Regions from separate parts of the Mus musculus genome. Here region 2 is linked to region 1. Evidence: chromatin contacts called from public Micro-C data. All regions are on one chromosome and are shown on one strand. The core of a region is the stretch at or near the end of the contact, and the rest is flanking DNA. Distances in the headings are between cores, read along the strand shown. Region 1 has its middle 68 kb from the start of Gm46977. Region 2 overlaps Etv6 (ets variant 6).

Region 1 (4,144 bases), core at 577-3,076:
CTATTCTATTAGATTTGGTGTATTGGGTTTTATGTGAGGTCTTTGATCTGCTTGCACTAGAGTTTTGTGCAGGGTGGTAAATATGGATATATTTGCATTCTTCTACATGTAGACATCCAGTTAGACTAGCACCATTTGTTGAAGATGCTTTCTCTTTGTTTTTGTTTTTGTTTTTGTTTTTGTTTCTCATACAAAGTTGAGAATTGTTCTTTCAAGATCTATAAGTAATTGTGTTGGAATTTTTATGGAAATTGCACTGAGTCTGTATATTGCTTTTGGTAAAATGGCTATGTCTACTATGTTAATAATACTGATCCATGAACATGGGAGTTCTTCCCATCTTCTGATATCTTCTTCAATTTTTTTCTTTCAGGGACTTGAAGTTCTTGTCATATAGGTCTTTCACTTGCTTGGTAATTGTTATATCATGATATTTTAGATTATTTGTGGCTATTGTGAACAGTGTTGTTTCCTTAATTTCTTTCTCAGCCTGTTTATTGTTTGTATATATTAGGGCTACTGATTTTTTTTTTTTTAGGTAATTTTGTATCCAGCCACATTACTGAAGGTGTTTATCAGCTATAGAAGTTGTCTGGTAGAATTTTGAGGGTCACTTATGTATACTATCATATCATCCACAAATAGTGATCAGGCGTCAAAAGAAATAAGGAAGGCCAGGAGAATAAATGGAAATCATGGGCTAGCAGGGGATGCCAGAGTCCTGGAATGGGGGAGGCTTCTGGGAGTCTATGGAGGTGACCTTAGCTGAGATTCCTAGCAGTGGGGGATATGTCCACCTCCTGTAGCCAGGCTGGATCCCCAGTGGAGGGATAAGTATACCAACCTATCCACAAAACCGACAACCCAAAGTTGTCCTGCCTATAAGAAATTCAGGGTCAAAGATGGAACAGAGACTAAGGGGGATAGCCAACCAATGACAAGCCCAACTTGAAAATCATTCCATGGGCAAGAACCAATCCCTGACATGATAAATGGTACTCTGTTATGCTTGCAGACTGGAGCCTAGTGTACCTATCCTCTGATAGCCCCTCATCCCTGACTAAAACAGATGCAAAAACCCACAGCCAAACATTGAATGGAGCTCAGAGAATCTTGTGGAAGAATTGGGGGAAGGATTGAGGGACCCAAAGGAGATAAGAACTCCACAGGATGACCAACAGAGTCAACTAACCTGGACCTTTGGGGGCATTCAGAGAATGAACCACCAACGAAGCATAAGCGGGCTGAACCTAGGACCCCACACATATGTAGCAGATGTGCAGCTCAGTCTTCATGTGGGTCCCCCCCCCCCCAACAACTGGAGCAAAGGGCTGTCCCTAAAGCTATTGCCTGTCTGTGGATCCCATTTTCCTAACTGCTGCTTTGTCTGGATTCAGTTAGAGAAGATGTACCTAATCTTGTGTGACTTGATGTATCAGAGTAGTGTGATGTGTAGTAGTAGGGGGGGTGCCCTCTTCTCAAAGGAGAAGGGGAGGGGTGTGTGAGAGCCACTGTGTGAACAGGAGGGGCTACAGTCAAGATGTAAAGTGAATAAATAAGTAAATTAGTGGGAAAATGCCACCCTTCCCATAAACTTAAAAGCCTTTTAAACAAGCCAGAGCAGCCTTTTCTCTGCATCCTTGGTACTTCATATGTCCACACACACACATACCCAGAAAAAAACAAAAAACAAAAAACAGAAAAAAAAACCCATTTCTTAGTAAATACTTTTAGAAAAGTCACTTTTCTTTTGGGTCATAGAGTTCCTTGAGGCCCGGAACTCTTCTGTGCTACACCCTGATAACAAGCATGACCTGGCATGTTTTCACCAAACAGCTGCTAAATTGATCTAGATGTGGCATGTGGGTTTGCAAAGACACTTGGTTTCACCTCTTAATTGTCTGCAAATGTAATCCAACATCAAACTCAATGTTTCCTGTGGAATTTGTGATTCACCTATTATGAGAATTTATGTGCTTATCAGGTTTTCTAGTCTGAAATTCTCATGGCGCTCCTCTTAGATGAGTCCCCGATGAACATAAATTCTGTAAGGCACTGAATCTCTGAGTCTACTTCATTAGGCAACAAAAATCTCTTCCAATCTAGCTCTGTTCCTTTCCTATCCCTCATGTCGTTCTTTTTCTGCTTTTCTTCTTCCTCCCTGCCTATCTCCATTTTTCATCCTTCCATCCTTTCTTCCTCTCTCCCTCCCTTCTTTCTTCCTCCTTTCTCTCCCCCTCTCCCTTCTGCCTTCCTCTGTTGCTTCTGTCACTCCCCCTTTCTCTCTTTCTTAAAGACCATCGGAATGCAAGCTGTGACTTAGTTGTAATTATAGGTGACAATACTAAGTCAGCTTTTATTTACAGCCTTTGGCCAAGTCAGCAGTTGTCTCCTCTCTGGTGTGTGACTGTGCCTGAGCCAGCCTGAGTCATTTTATCTGTTGCCATCAAAGTGGGGCACCTGACAGCATCAGCTCCTCTCTCTAGATCAAATTCTCAATGGAGTTTCTCTCCTTCCCCAAATCATGTAGTTTGTAACAGTACAAATAAATGAGTCCTGAACTCTAAGCAGCTTCAACCTGAGGGGAGAATCTACACAGGAAGAAAGCCCAGCTTGGATACTGACTTTCCTGCAATAGGGAGGAAGGCAGCCCAGGAGACAGGAGAGAATGAGGTTGAATGACTACAAGTTAAGGAAATTTAAAAAGAAACCCAAAAGAAATAAAGATTTACTTACAGGTGAACAAAAAGGGGTGGGGAGGGAAGAACCATACTGTTCACATAGTAGGTACTTAATATTTTTCTAAATTGAGCTTGCTTTCATTGAAAATCAGTAAGAATAAAGCATTGCTTCGAAAGGATTGGTGTAATTTTAAGTCTAGAGAATGAATAATTTAAGTCATTTAACTGAAACTAAGTCCCTATACAATTTTCATAAGCTGGGCATTTAAAGCCTTCGGCTCTAGGTGTTTATAGCCTGAGTGTGAGTAGATCATCTTCAACCACTGACTCCTGGTTTTTCAGTGAGGCAGAGTCATTCAGCTGGCTCCAGTTTCGCTAGGATAGCATAGTTAAGGATTGAAACAAACCTGATCAACTGGATTATGAACTTAATTGGCCAAGGGCATTGGGCAGATGTTTAAGAGAGCTGCAGAGCCAAAGACTATATAGACAACTGATCCAACACAGAACCGAGCAATGGGGTGTGGGGTGGGGAATTTCGTCAGACTCAGAGCAACCCGAGTTTGAATTGTGTCTCTCTTGTGCAGGTTCTGAGTGAATTCCTGAATCCCTCTGTGATTCTGTTCCCTGTGGCCTTGACTCCACTTCTCTCAGACATGGCTTCATGTGAAAAATGGTAAAGTTTTATTAAGGATTAAATAGGAAAGTGTATGATAGTATGTGATATTCTACAACACGTTGTGCAAATGTAAGAAGATATAGTGGATGTCTGGTTGTAGACTCATTAACAAGCAATGTGTTAGCATTAGGTTTAGACAAATGGTTTCTATTACTAGTCTTTGAGAGCAGAGAAATAATATACAGTTTATGTGCAAAAAGAGTGAGCTCCCCATTAATTCAACTTTAATTTCAGGGTTTACTGGTGGCATGCCATCTGACAGGAGTATTTTGGGCCAAGCATGGTGGCAAATGATGTCTATAATCCCAGAATTTAGGAGGCTGAGGCAGGAGAATCCAGAGTTCCGGACTCACTAACTAACTACACATTTAATTCTCCATAATCTAGAAACTTAGTCAGTTGGCCGTCAGCCTTGTAGAATCTTTAAGACCGGTGCATGACCACCACACCTCTTCTCAGAACTAAACTTTACACCTTCCGATCTAATGGGAAGCTGCATGAAGAACAGGTATAGTGGCTAAACAAACTTGGCATCCTTCTAAAACCATAAAAGAACTTATGAAAATAAGAGTCTAAAGAGGCCCAGTTCAGTTCAGCCAGACACCGAGAAAGGTCAAGGGTCAAGCTCTATAGTCACGGGGACATTTCCATTTTTGAAACCTGAGCAGACTTAACAAAGCCTGCAAAACCATAAGCCCCAGCAGGGAAGACACCGTAGTTAATGTGATAATAAGCTGAACTCATAAACGGCTATAGCATCTTTAGAGTTCTGTAGCCTGTTCAC
Region 2 (4,144 bases), core at 1,115-3,614, 150 kb after region 1:
AGGGCGAGAGACCAGAGTCTGTTTCCTTCAGGAAGCTCTGCCCAAAGGGAGGAGAGTTGTCAAGTGCAAACCGTTTGAACACACTTGGGGCACGTGCAGCATCCTTCCTCACCCTGCTTTTCCCACCCTCATCCCACGTCTGTCCTGTGGCCACTGTGGTGATTTAGCCTGGCTGCCCTGGACAGACATCCCTTCTTGCTTTTCTGCTTACAGAGGACGTGCGCTGTTTAGACGCCCCGTCGCTTGGTTTAAAAATGACCTGAGATGTCAGAGTATTACCCCCACCCCTTCTGTCTAAGCTACCCAGTTTCAGTTCTGTAGTTACGTTAATCACCAGGACTTTCATAATACATTTCCTTCCTTCTCCATCAAGCCAGTGGCACACCGTTTTTACTTGGCTAAATAGTCTTAGTTTGAGGAGAAAAATACAGAAGCTGGCCTACTTTGCTTAAAATTCTAGCATTACTTGTGCAACGTTGGAAGACAAACTATTTAGAAATTTTTTTTTAGAAAATTTTATATGTATAGGTATTTTGTCTGCATGTATTACCTTTGTACCACCTGTGTGCCTGGTTCCTGTGGAGGCCCTGGACTGGGGGGATGTGTGTGTGTGTGTGTGTGTGTGTGTGTGTGTGTGTGTGTGTGTGTGTGTCTGTTAGCTGCCATGTGGGTGCTGAGAACTGAGCCTGGTTCATCTGGAAGTGCAATCAGCAGTCAATGCTCTTAACTGCTGAGCCATCTCTCTGGCTGGCAAGGCAAGTTCTTTAACTTCATCGTGATTCACTGCCTTTGTAAAACAAAGGGTATCTTAAATGCCTGGCCCATGGAAGGTGCCCCATCCATTTACTGCTTCATTTTCCCCTGGCCTGCTGCTCAAGACGACAAGTGTTTCTTCTTGTTTCTATCCTTTATCCTCTTTACCATCACAGGTGGCAGGAAAAAAAAGATGTAGGCAACCAGTGGGAGAGAGCACAGCAAGAGATGCGGGCACTTCTGGAGGACTGCACTAGGCTTCCTCCTGACGTCTATTAGGCTGTGCTGGATGGCATAAAAACAACTGGGAAATAGATATCTTTAGCAGAGATCCAGCAACCTCAATGTAGGCAATGAAATGATGTGTATGATAGTAGCAATATAGGCCCCTTCCCTACCTACGTGTGTCTCTCTGTGTGTGCATATATATGTGGGGTGTGTGTGTGTACACGTACGCACACAGAGGCATACATATATGCATACACGCTGAATACACACACACACACACACACACACACACACACACACACACACACACACCGTGCTTAGTGATGCTGGAGAGTTGATCTATAAATGCAGGTGAAGCTGGCCCTGATAGGTGACTGCAATACCGATGGTTGTAGCTGACTTCAGGACACCGCCTGTCCTGCAGCTCAGCTGACCTTTTCTCTGTAGCCACTATCACATTAATTAAAAGAGGCAAATGCGTATTTCCCTTTTGTTTGGAGTATGCGTGGTAATGGTACTCTAGAAATGACCTGGAATTACCCTTCCTTGAGCATCTGCCCAGTTCAGAGAGATGGTCAGCTCATCACACCAGGACACTCAGTCAGACCTGGTCGAAGCTGCTTCTCTTATTGCTGTGTCTCTATAGGAACTGGGTCTTTTGATTTCTGTTTTTATCCCCCTCCCCATGCTTAAAAACATGATTTTTTTTCCTGAGGGCTTGAAAGTGACGTAAGCTCTTCAACAGACAGATAACAACCTCACATAGTCCCCTGCCCGCCCTCCCCATGACATCTCAGAAATGACCATGTTAGAATCCTGCAGTAAATGCCAGAGCGAGACTTTATTATAATGCCTGGGTATTTCCCAGGAACTGAAATGAAACTTGAGAGGTGCCTTTCTTCTGTGTAAGAATTATTGAGCAAAATGTGCTGCCGACTTTATAGGACCTGTGCCCAAAGTGGCAAGGCGGCGCTGCTCGGTGACATCAGCTCCTGCATCGCATCCTAGCCGTCTTCTTTCTTTCACTCTGTGGGTACCTACCAAGGTCATCTCGTAGGTGATCTGCCAGCCTTCGAGGGCATCTGCAGGCCACCAGCACCCAGCAGCGAGTAGCCTCCGCCACAGTCCAGTCTCCCCACTGTTCTCACAGTAGATCGTGGACCTCTGACTGATTCTTTTGCTTCCTGATGTCTGGGGAGAGCTGGGACCGGGAGATGGTGTTGGGAGAACTTTTATGGCTTTATCAGGAGTGGGATCAGTCACCACAAGTGGCTTCTTGAGGAGTGTGAGATAAGGCCAGCGTGCGCTTCAGAGTGTCAGAAGCTGTCACCTTGAGAAGTCATCACATCATCTGATTTATATACAGTTGTTTCTCAGTGTAACCCAAAGCCTTGACCTTTGCTGTTGGTATGCTAGAGGTTCCATGACTAGCTTGTTATTGTTAACACCATATAAACTGTTGCTGAATCCCAAGTCTTTAAAGTGGTAATGAGTTATCACATTTGGCTGAATATTGTGACACATGCCTGTAACCTAACAACCTGAGAGGAGAGATAAGAGAATCAGGAGTCCACGCCATCCTTGTCTTCTTAGCAAGTTAAGAGGCCAGCCTGGACTACATGAAATCCTATACAAAAACAAAAATCAAACAAACAAAAAAACCCGAATCCCCCCACCAAACTCCTATTGCTCCCCAGCCCCCACCCCAACGAATCATACTTAACTGGTAGCTGGGATGTTTAAATAAAATATTTGTACTCGTCAGACAAAAGCTGATTTTTGATGATATTTTCATTATTCTTTACTTTAAAGGATTCTTACTATATGTCCTTAAACAATATTGACTTTTTTTCCCTTGTCCATTTTCCTAGTCTCAGCAAATAGTGGGGCCAAATGCATAGTCATTGAATCAAAGAAAAATCATTTATCAAGGTCTTCAAGTCATTTTCTCACTCGCTGGCCCAATAATTATGAATTATCTGCAGTCTGTCAGGTATCGTGCTCAGAGACTGTAATCAATACAGCCTTGCTCAGTGCCTCCACATTGTTAGCTGATCTGAGAGAGGAAGATTACACTGGAAAGTAGCATTGTGGTCCGTTTTGATCCTGGAGCTGGGATTTTAAAGCATTAGAAATGCCTGCTATCACTAATGTCAAATCCGACTAGGCAGACTTGGTGCTATTTCGGAGTAAGGCAGAAGTAAACCATTATTAGTAAGTGTTTGAGAGGTGGGGGCTGGGGGATGCCCCACTGGTGAAATGTTTCCTGGCCAAGTATGAGGATCCTCAGAACCCAACGTAAAAGCCCCAAGCCAGGCGTGGCAGCAGTACCTAAAACCCAGTGCTGGGGAGGCAGAGGTGGAGGCAGGGGGATCTCTGGAACTTGTTAGCTAGCTATTAAGCCAAATTGGTGAGCCCACCTGCCACCACCCCATATGTGGAGGAACACTTGAGGAGAGAAACCAGTGAGAACCTCCCTCCTCCATTTGTATGTACAATCACGTGTCCCTACACAAATGCACGCACACACACACAGACACACACACAGAGACACACACAGACACACACACAGACACACACACACACACACACACACACACACAAACACACACACACGCATCTTTAACTTTGACAAAACATATTCTTTGAAAACTTCATTTTCTGTATTTTTATTTTTATCGTATTTCCTCCCACTCTTCTCCCAATTACTTCCAAGATAAGCCACCACCTTCCCGGCATCTTTTGAGTCCTCTTCCTGCTGCCCACTTACTCCCGGGCTTCGGCCTTCCACTGAAGCATCTGTTAAAAACAAAGCCAGCCCTGACTTCCCCTCCTCCAGAAGCCATCAACTGCTTCTCTGCTAGGGGTGGGGCCTCATCAGCTCCTCTCCCTTCCATGCTGGAATGTTGACTGCCTTGATACTGCACTCGGGGCCTGTGTGGGCAGAACTGCTGTGAGTCTGTGCATGGGCCTTTCTTCTCTTGTCCTGGCCAAACTTCTTCTTTACTTCTGGCTCTTAACAGTCTGTCCACTCCCTCTTTCTCTGGCTCTTAACAGTCTGTCCACTCCCTCTTTCTTCTGAGATGATCCTAGAGGGTGGCAGAGTTTGTGTGTGTCTGGTGTGTGTATGTGTGTGTGTGTGAGAGGGAGAGGGAGAGGGAGA

Evidence for each region. A called contact is a pair of places that touch in the nucleus more often than the background predicts.
Region 2: a Micro-C map of the G1E-ER4 cell line shows a contact between it and region 1. The contact joins two enhancer-like sites. A contact is called at or near these places in 7 of 484 Hi-C or Micro-C datasets (the G1E-ER4 cell line, bone marrow-derived dendritic cells, embryonic fibroblasts and 3 more), 5 of 115 datasets of contacts at active chromatin or transcription factors (Th2 cells, embryonic stem cells and microglia) and 1 of 9 other capture datasets (embryonic stem cells).

The regions. Positions count from the first base shown.
Region 1 is chr6:133,965,640-133,969,783 of GRCm38.p6, forward strand. No RefSeq gene overlaps it. Among named protein-coding and RNA genes, the nearest start is that of Gm46977, 68 kb to the right of the region's middle. Within about 2 kb of position 1,827, at least 7 of the 459 cell types and tissues checked have an H3K27ac peak or open chromatin away from gene starts, as enhancers often do. A contact at or near this core is called in the G1E-ER4 cell line, where this site is marked.
Region 2 is chr6:134,115,462-134,119,605 of GRCm38.p6, forward strand. The region is part of intron 1 of Etv6 (ets variant 6); the gene reads left to right. Among named protein-coding and RNA genes, the nearest start is that of Gm46978, 6.4 kb to the left of the region's middle. Within about 2 kb of position 2,365, at least 11 of the 459 cell types and tissues checked have an H3K27ac peak or open chromatin away from gene starts, as enhancers often do. A contact at or near this core is called in the G1E-ER4 cell line, where this site is marked.